2 separate regions of the Bombyx mori genome follow, and region 2 is linked to region 1. A link is a contact called in public Hi-C data. All regions are on one chromosome and are shown on one strand. Each heading gives the region's core, a stretch centred on a gene start, on an enhancer-like site or on the middle of the called end of the contact. The rest is flanking DNA. Distances are from core to core; before and after follow the strand shown.

The links. A called contact is a pair of places that touch in the nucleus more often than the background predicts.
Region 2: a contact with region 1 is called in a Hi-C map of midgut, with 1.6 times the contacts expected there. The contact joins two enhancer-like sites. A contact is called at or near these places in 5 of 7 Hi-C or Micro-C datasets (middle silk gland, midgut, posterior silk gland and 1 more).

The regions. Positions count from the first base shown.
Region 1 is chr23:11,355,516-11,360,420 of ASM3026992v2, reverse strand. All of the region lies in intron 1 of LOC101738278 (monocarboxylate transporter 7), which reads right to left. Among protein-coding and RNA genes, the nearest start is that of LOC101738278, 7.9 kb to the right of the region's middle. Within about 2 kb of position 2,665, at least 1 of the 8 cell types and tissues checked has open chromatin away from gene starts, as enhancers often do.
Region 2 is chr23:11,400,209-11,405,773 of ASM3026992v2, reverse strand. It overlaps LOC101738278 (monocarboxylate transporter 7), which reads right to left. Exons shown (of 9, transcript XM_062675253.1): 7 at 4,834-5,565; 8 at 4,627-4,752; 9 at 2,428-3,974. The coding sequence ends at 3,823. Among protein-coding and RNA genes, the nearest start is that of RpS30, 8.8 kb to the left of the region's middle. Within about 2 kb of position 3,488, at least 4 of the 8 cell types and tissues checked have open chromatin away from gene starts, as enhancers often do.

The DNA of each region.
Region 1 (4,905 bases), core at 1,416-3,915:
AAAGACGTCAAAGCAACTTTTAAATGTCAGTTTCGAGATACATGGAAAATCAAAATATTTTATTGAAACACAACTACGCAAGATAAATAATTTTATTAATACTTAATGGTTCCAATAGTTCATCGCTAACGCTAAGTATCTCCGACCAATCAGTCTCTATTATAGATGTTCCGCAGTCAAACTAGTCATATTTTTGAAATAAATTTTTTTTAGCAAAAATAAATGGCGCATATTAAAATTAATAGAAAGTTTTCGTACGAATAGGAACACATCTAAATATCAATAATCATTTGACATAACGTATAGCGCTATTTGGAGCATGAATCAAGGTGGACACCTGGCTAATCTAACAAGTTGTAATTCATAAATTAATATTTAATTCATAACGATACGGTACATGTGCGATTAGTACTTTAAAATAAATGTTTGGTTGATGACAGAACTCAAATTATTAGGACTTTTTTCTTGTAACCTTACAGATACGAGTAAATAATTTATTTTAGCCTAATGTTTATTGCTTAGATGGGTGGGCGAACTGGCGGGACATCTGCTGCAAAGTAATTACCGGACTACTCCGTACACATGAACAACGTAAATGGCGTCACTCAGCTTGAGACACGAGTTCTAAGTCTCAGTTTTATAGTCCAATGCCTGCCCCACCCTTAAAACGCATTCCTGCTTCACGGCAGAAATAGCAGGGCGGTTGTACCTAAGTGTAATATTCTATCATGTCATCTATTCTGTCATGACCTATGCAAGTATTTACTGGTGGTAGGACCTCTTGTGAGTCCGCGCGGGTAGGTACCACCGACCTGTCTATTTCTGCCGTGAAGCAGTAATGCGTTTCGGTTTGAAGGGTGGGGCAGCCGTTGTAACTATACTTGAGATCTTACACCTTAGAACTTATATCTCAAGATGGGTGGCGCATTTACGTCGTAGATGTCGATGGGCTCCAGTAACCACTTAACACCAGGTGGGCTCTGAGCTCGTCCAGCCATCCAGCAAAAAAAAAGTGTAGTGTTCGCTCATGCGGCCGGTAAATATATTAACTCTCTCCAGGTCATCCAATCTCGTTCGAAACATGTCTTGTCGGATCCACTCTCGGTGCATTTAGGACCGTCAAGCACCGGTCACCGTCCTCATCGAATTCGTCGATTGCGACGAACAGTTCGACGAGCTAACTAACCCATAGACACAGCCCACTGAGCTTCTTGCCGTATCTTTTGGGTTGCGATTCCGATCCGGTGGTAGATTCTGCGAAGCACTGCTCTTGCTAGGGCTGTGTTAGCAAATTCTTTCAGGTTGAGCCCGTGAGCTCTCCTACCCGTCCGGACGTAGCTGGAATAGCCTCTTAGGCTACCGGCGAACAGGTAGGGGAAAAAAAGCTTTAAATACGCCTTACCATTATTAATTACGCAGCTTATAATATCCGAAAGCTTAACCTATATTCCTTAAGTAATTTAAGACGATTTCTGAAGTACGTATTTTGTGAGAATAGTTGGTAGGTAAACCACCAACCTGTTGCTAACATGAGGCATTCATATGTTACGCTTAGAAGGGTTGGAACTGCCTTTAGATAGGTAAGTAAGTAAGTAAGATAGGTGAGTTTTTCTGTTTTAAAATTAGATTTATTGAGGATTGGGTATTAAAGCAATATTTTTATTTATTTTGTAACCTTGAATCTAAAACTTCTAATATTGTTAAAAATGAAAATATTTGGCAATTCAGAAAAATGTCAACTAATGACGAGGAACGAATCAAAAATCGAAGTCTTAACCAACCGTGGAACGTTTCAAATCATCCAAAACAGTTACGGTCGCGCGCTCTTCACCATGATTTGTTAGTAAAAAAACTTTTTACATTGCAATCACTGAATAGAATATACGTTTTACGACGAGCCATTGGTATGATTTTCAATTCTAAATTAAATAAAGCTTTCAAGAAGTCTTCTGAGTATCATTTATCAAACGTTGACGTGTTTTTAGGAAATCAAAAATAAATTGTTTCCGATAAAATTGTTCGCAGATAGGTTTAAAAATACTTTTACGGTTTATCTCTATTTTTATTCAATGTTTTGAGAGTTGTAAAAGATTTTTTTGTTTTTTTTATTGCTTACCTGGGTGGACGAGCTCACACCTGGTGTTAAGTGGTTACTGGAGCCCATAGACATCTACAACGTAAATGCGCCACCCACCTTGAAATATAAGCTCTAAGATCTCAAGTATAGTTATAACGGCTGCCCCACCCTTCGAACCGAAACGCATTACTGCTTCACGGCGGAAATAGGCGGGGTGGTGGTACCTACCCGTGCGGACTCCCAAGAGGTCCTACCACCAGTGATTACGCAAATTATAATTTTGCGGGTTTTTGATTTTTATTACACGATGTTATTCCTTCATCGTGGAAGTCAATCGTGAACATTTGTTGAGTACGTATTTCATTAGACCTCGTAGAGGAGGTTTGGCCCCTAAACAGAAAAAGTTTAAGTCACGAGAAGGTATCGTTAACAAACAATGCTCATTTTAGTATTTATCTAGTTTTAGTATTGCTACGACTATGACCATGGTTGATTTGTCCTCATCACGAATGCTAAAGGTCCCCGAGCTCGTGACTCTATCATCATTATTCTATGGGCATTTGTGAACCGCATGGGACCACACCGTCGTCGAAACGTTGCGTATATCTACACATTGATATGTGTTCAGTATTGTTTAGCTAAACTACCTGCTAGTTGATGTGTTACCTATTGTTTGACTTATGTTGAAATCGGTGATGAGCTTTGAAATATTTATATCATATTATGTATAGTCAGACTTTAAATCTTCTAAAATTTAAACATTTCATTATTTTGTATATGTATCTGTTCTAAGGTTTCTGCGTTATCATATTAACATTCTTTTTGGGTAGAAGCACTAGCATGTGTGCTACCAGTGATGACTTACGGTTCCGAGACGTGGTGCTTCACAAGGGATCTTTTTAGGAAGCTCAGTGTCGCGCAGCGAGCTATGGAGAGGGCTATGCTTGGTATTTCTCTACGGGACCGAATCAGAAATGAGGAGATCCGTAGAAGAACCAAAGTTACTGACATAGCCCGTAGGATTAGCACGTTGAAGTGGCAGTGGGCAGGCCACATAGCGCGAAGATCGGACGGCCGATGGGGCGGAAGGATCCTCGAGTGGAGACCACGTACTGGCAAGCGCAGTGTGGGACGGCCACCTACGAGATGGACCGACGACCTGGTAAGAACCGCTGGGTCACATTGGATGCAGGTGGCAACGGACCGGCCGCACTGGAGATCACTTGGAGAGGCCTATGTTCAGCAGTGGACAATGGACAGGCTGAGATGATGATGATGATGACTAGCGTGTACAATGAAATTGATGCTTCATTCATATTTCAAGAGATGAAGTGGAATTGCAGTTGTGACATCTAAGGAGTCCTATAACCACCTAGTCCGTAAGCCCGCGAACTTGTTGCATTGCATAATTCGAAGTGGATCTTCATCTTTCGTCACATTGCATTGAAGTCCAACAAAAAATAGATTGCGCCTATTAATACTAACTGATCGTCATTCTTTCGTGTACACATTGACACATGCAGATTTTCAGGACTGCTGCCAATCGGGGCACAGGGTTAACGTTCTATTGCTGGGCAAACTTCCATAAAGTAATTAACTTATGCAATATGCAATATGGAAGCGGTATCTGTTTTCTTTCCTCAATATGATCGAACAGTTTGAAATTAGGTCTGTAAGCGCGAGTGGGTACCATCATTCGGCCTATTTCAGCCGCGATGTAGTCACGCGTTCCGAAGGATGGGACAATCGTTATATAGTACAATTGAGACTTCGATCTCATGTCTCAAGGCATGACATCCACATTATCAGTAATCAGTTAACAACCGCTGGATCATGAGTCCGTTCATATATGCAATAAATGTGAGTACTCGGCAACGCAGACCCGTTACTTCTAGTTTAAGTCATGTGTGATAAGGGTACTTTATTTTAAAAATAGCAACCAGGTTGCCGATTCTTTTCCCTAAAACTGCATATCGAATCCTTGTAAAGCCATGATGATACTAAAGCAAATGTCAAAAAATTGGTCTTGATTTTAATTTAAAAAACCAAATTTACAACTACACTTATTGCACTTAACCCTCCATGATACAATCTATTTTCCAATCAAATTCAAATCCAATTCCCAATCAAGACGGATCAAAAAATCAACAAGAAGGAATGACAATTTCTAGGTGCTTAAATGCAAGCCTTAAAAAAAACTGAATTCTACGGACGAATTATACAAAAGCTGCAAAAATAAGGTCAAACAAAAATAGAAGATAGAAACATTGATTATGTAACCATTCTTACGAATAACGATCCTAACAGCAATGAATCTATCGGCAGCACAAATGTTTAGCCTGGCCCGCTGCATCGGAAACCTTCAAACTATAAAAAGATCAACGTAAACGCCCAAGCGTTTTTCTTAAATGTTTTCCAACGAAATACATCGGTACATTCGGCAACATTTCGTTGTATCGCATTGTGTAAGTGTGATGATTTTTCTATCATTAGATCGTTTAGGTTAAGCTTGGGAATCCACCGGCCGTAATGCTATAGTGATGAGGTCGATGTCTCGATTAAAATGTTATTACTGCAACTCTTTTCTTAGAAACCTAACGCAAAGCATAGATAGCCATGACTATGGTACTTAGGTAGAGCATAATGTGCCATTAACACCAGTATCGCAATTAATATTGGAATTTTAAACAAGAAGCCGACAGACTTATTTTTGATCTATGCAGAATTGAAACGATTCACATTTGTTAGAATGCATGGAAACAATTCAAAATGTTTATAGTCAACATTCGAATAAGTTATTTGTCTATTTGTAAAATTATTTTACTATC
Region 2 (5,565 bases), core at 2,239-4,738, 45 kb before region 1:
CGTGTGGAGCATGCTGCATTGAACTAGTCTAATTATCTAATATAGATCGTATCAGCTCCTTAATTTTACTCACGAAATTTCCTTTGTATCTATCAATCAACATCTTTTTAGTAGGCACTTTTTGTATTATAGTGCCATCGTGTACGCTAACATATAGGTATTAACGACAAAAAAATACTTCAGAAATTACGTGTTTATGTTAAATACATTTTCATAATCGCGTTTTCGTTACATAGAAAATAGTGCGAAACGTATTATGAAGGTCAAGGTACGAATAGACAAATACCTAAAACCCAAGAAACAGTAGGTACCTAATACCGTTTACTAATATTATATATCGATACAATACAGTAGGTAGTAATGATAGTGCCTTTTGTCTACACAGTATACCAGACTAGTAATATAGACTGGAAATAATATCCTTAACAAAAAATGAAAACACTATAAATTAGAAACGACATAACGGAATCACTTTAAAAACCTTTAAATGCGTCAAATCACGCCTTGATTTTTGATATTATATTTATATTTAACCATGACGAGATTTACTTGTAACATGGCTTATTGTGAACCCAGAGTGCGGTCATCCGTCACCCGGTTGCTGTTTCGAAGACGCGAGTGGAGGCCAGGGCTCAACTATCCCGACCCTCGCCTCGCCATCTGTGTGCTTAGTGCGAGTTTTTTAACGTTCTCGATAGCGTAAAAGTTAGTTCATATTTGTATGGAATGGGATCGTTTGTGTACGTTTGCCGCTAGGAGCGCTGTTCCAACTGCATACAAAATTGGGTTAACTTTTACGCTAACGAGAACGTTAAGAAACTCGCACTAAGCACAATGCCTCCGCAATCTTATACGTTAAGTCTGTCATCTTTGCTGCGCACCACGATGCACTCGCCTATGTCGGGCATCGTTCGCCATGAGCTAGTAACCGCTATGGTCTGTAAAACTCTTGATACGGAGACCTTATCACTCAGGTCTCAAGGTGCATTTCGGCATTTACGGTGTAGATGCTATGCCAGGGGCAAAGCCAAGCCTTTGCCTACCGTTTAATACTCTCCACAAGCCTCGTTTGAAGAAGGACATGTCATAGCGCTCGGGAAACACCGTAGAGGGGAGTTCAATCCAAAGCCGAATGGTACCTGGCAAAAAAGATCTCTGGAAGCGCACTCTGAATGATCGCAGTGGTTATAGGTAGTATGGATGAACGGTGTGATGGTAAAATCATCTTAATACCTCCGAGCACTCCATCTATTATCTACAAGACATATAATGTTTGTGCCCTTATCACTTACGCTACTGTAGCCTGGTATCATCTCATCCCGTGAACTTCGCGGGTGAGGTTGCAGGTCCAGCAGAACCTGTGACTTCGCCCGATCGTCATTCTTGAGGCAACAGTCGGATTTGGAAACGGAGCCGCTCGGAGAGTTCATCCGGAGGCTAGCTCGTGCTATGTACGAGCGGCCTGACGGTGGACCCTACGAGTGCCCCCACAACCTATCTCCCTTGCACGCCAGACCACCTGATGGTAAGGCGTTGCTGAGGGAACTCCTGGACCCACTGCGATAGTCGGTGCAGCCGGAGTAGTGTGGGAGCGTTCATAATGGGACCCTCCCTACGGGTCTGACTAACCGCCCTCGTCAATCTTCCCACACTTGGGGATTTCCCTTCAGGGGAACCATCCTTTCTCCGGCCCTGTGGGCAGTCCACTCCACTCAGAGTGCTCGCCTACTCCGAAAAGAGAGTCAAGGACGGGCGTGTGCCAGAACGGTATCGTTGCTACTCTTCCGATTCGTAGTTTAGTTGTAGTTCCATTATAGGTAGTACTCCTCTGGTGTAGTAGGGGTGCGACACTGTTACATTGTATATAGATTGTAGTTAGCAGTAAGTTAGAGGAAAAAATAATTAAGAAAAAGACGATAGCACGACATCCGGAGGGGGCTGCCACCGCGCATCGCTCCTCCATCCTCAAGTCAAGCCCCCGTATTATATGTAAGTCTATCAGATGTACTGTAGTCATGCACGTATGCGAACTTCTCACATCCCCCAAGTCCGTCCCCGCTTCAAATAGACCCTGCTTTTTTTTTATTGCTTAGATGGGTGGACGAGCGCACAGCCCCCCTGTACATAAATGCCGCCACCTACCTACCTGCTTCACGGCAAAAATAGGCGGGGTGATGGTACCTACCCGTGCGGACTCTCAAGACGTCCTACCACCAGTAATAAAGGGCCTGCTTTATAAAGCAGGGAGCTTATTCTCGAGGTTCGCCAGGAGGCCCATCCCGTACCCCCGTATGGGTGTACAACAATCCAGTAGATTAGATTAGATATGTTTCGTTAATCGTAGACAGTGTGACGTATTAGTAAAGATTACACTATAAAAAAGAATATAATGTTCAAAAATAAAAGTGGGTATTCAAATGACCATAATTTTTAAAATAGGAGATTTATTTTTCATATAATGTAAACACACATTCAATGATATTAAATCTAACGTTGATTTGCCCATCTTTACAAATATAATTAAGACGACATGAAAATTTCGAACATTATTAACTGATCTCTTCTGAGAAATAAACCACTAAAACATTTTAATTAATTTACCTTTGATTATTGAAACTGGATGAATAATTGATGAAAGTTTATTTAGTTTTAAAGAAATTCATTTGTTAATTTATTGATCAATATTTTTTGCAGATGCTAATTAAGAAAACGACTATGATTTATTATTTACAAATGTAAACATAATCTAATGACCACAGCCACAGTTGTCGAATTAAAACTAAACAAACATTTAAAACTAATTTACATGTTTTCATTAATGCAAATAAAGTACAAAGGGCATTCGGAACAACAGATTCCATTTAAAAAATTAAAACATTAACAATATTTATAAACTAATTTCTATTTTATATAAGTAATTAGGTATCACTTCAAACATAAGGCACAACTGATTATAATTACAACGTGTTAAGCAAATTCGTATTACACGCGAGTACATTAGGTACTTGTAAGATAGCTTACTATTAAATTACAAAGAGCATTATGCCCTATTTTTAAGTATAAAATTAGGCACACACATTATATAATTTAATTAAAGTACATTTTGGCTTCAGATCATCTCGGGTCTTACCTTCGACAAAACCGCTAAACTAAACTCTACTACTCGATTCTTTGTACTTTTAAACCTCTAAATATATATTAAATGCATAAAAATGACTTAACCGAATCATTGCTCGTCTTGTCGAAGTGTCCAGTCGGGAATGTATCTCATTATAAAATTTCAAATTAATCGAATAGTTTTGTAGATAAATTCGAAATCTTTTTTTTTGTACTATTATTATATTTCAAGAGCAACTCATACGACTCATATTCATGAACGAACGCGTCGAAAACCACATCTAAAAATAGCCAATCCAAACGCTGCGAATGGTCATTCATGAATACAAGAGTAATCGGTACCTACCTACCTAGGCATTCATACAGCGCCGTCGATCATTAACCATTCAACGCACGCGACGAATATACAAGCTCGCTTACACGACGGACCCATAAAACGTTCTAATTTGCGATCCACGTAACGTTATTCGCATTCTAAATCTGGGAAAAGTTTTAATTGCGGAGAAAACGAACCAACATGATTTTCATTATTACATTATTACTTTCATTAACACTCGCTTTCGTTGACCACATCATTCTGGCTAAAAATTGAACGTATGTTAATTATTTTTGAATCTTGCATTAATGTTTTGGGTAGTTTACACGATTATTGCCATTCACGTTTTGGCACTAAAGTCTTTTTATAATGGAGTTCTTGCTTGAGGCTCAAGCTGTCGGCGAAGAGTTGTGTACTTTGCGAGACTTCTCCCATTTGCTGATCGCATCCACAGGATAACACATAACCGCAGACAACAACAGGAATGCACCGGACACGTAGAACGATTTATCGTAACTAAGGGTCAGGTCATAGAGCATGCCTGAAAAAATAAACATACGTAAAATTAAACTTTGTTCTAAACAATATTCAAAATTTAAAACGGTACAGCTAATATGCTGATTTAAAGAGTTTCAGATCTGACCCTCCAATTATAATATCTAATTTATAGCAGAAGACAAAATAGCTGATAGCATTTCATCGTGTTTGTCAACTAATAATACTTTTGCTAGCTAGCTATTAGTCATTGATGAGTTGTAGTTTTATTAAGAAAAAGCTTATTCTCCATTACTACATAAGAAAAAATGCCAAAAACAAAAGATAAAGTGTAATATTTAAAATTAATGAATGTTGAGATTTCAATGATTATGAACTTCGATCACTGGGCGAACTTTAGTTACAATAAAGAGTAATTAAGAAGAAAAGACTTAGCATTGTTCTTTTAATAGGTATGTATGTAATAATTTTTTTCAATAAATATGCGGGCGTTTTTCAAGGTAGGAATTTGGCACTGTGCCTATTAAACTATTTCAACCGGGTCAATGCAACGCGGAGAGCGAAAGGATTAGGTAATGTTCCGTGAAAGTTACATCAGAATGTCGCCCACACAATAACGTATTTATATTTTTTGATTAAACTAAAATAGCTCTCAGAACAAAATAATCATAACGTGAAATTGTACATATAAAATTTACCTGCAATAGGCACTCCCAACACAGCACCAAACCCTTGGAACAGGAGGAATAGCCCGAAACAGTTGGTTAACTGTTCTAGTCCAATATACTCCACTACCAAAATTGAACGGAGAGAGGCGAAGCACGCTGTAAATTAGTCGCAATTTAATTATATCATAAGGATACGTGAATGCTTATCACATCAAAATACATGATTGAATAACATACCAGCAGCCAGTCCGAAAATGGCGCAATAGGCAAATTGGAAAACGCTGTCGTAGTACAGTCCGCTCATCATAGTTGCAATCCCCCCGGCGGAGATGGCGATGTTGTTCAACCACAAAGGGGATATCTTCGGCATCGACGATAGAAATCCACACATCACACGACCAACTATGTTCGATATTCCTATGGCGGATATAAGCCAACCGGCGATTGCTTTATTCATACCGTTACTTTCACCTCGTCTCTGTATGTACATGTACGGAACGAAGAAGCCTAACATTGTGAAAAATCCACTTAGAGCAAGGATGACAAAGGTCGGTGATCGGAATAGACTGACGTCTAACATGGTAGCCAATGTCCTTTTCACGGCTTCAGGGCAGAAACGACATTTTCCTGAGGATTCCTCTTGAGCATCTTCTTTTGTAGGAACGTGCGTTACTGCGAGATGGTATCCAAGCGAAGTCCTAGATGTATATTGAGGCAATCGCGTCAAACTGGCTCCAAAGAAAATATCGTCCCGGTACAAGGGTCTGGCCACTAAATCAGCATGAGAACGACGTTGATGGAAACGGTTCTGTGTGGGGACAACTTTCACAGCAGCTCCAATAAGGGGCTCAGTGTTGTCGATGTTACCGTTTGAATCCTCTTGTTCATCTTTCTCAGCGACTGGCATTTCGATGAACATAGGTTTGTTTCCAAGTGTATTCTTTATAGCTCCAGCATTCGCTGACGATC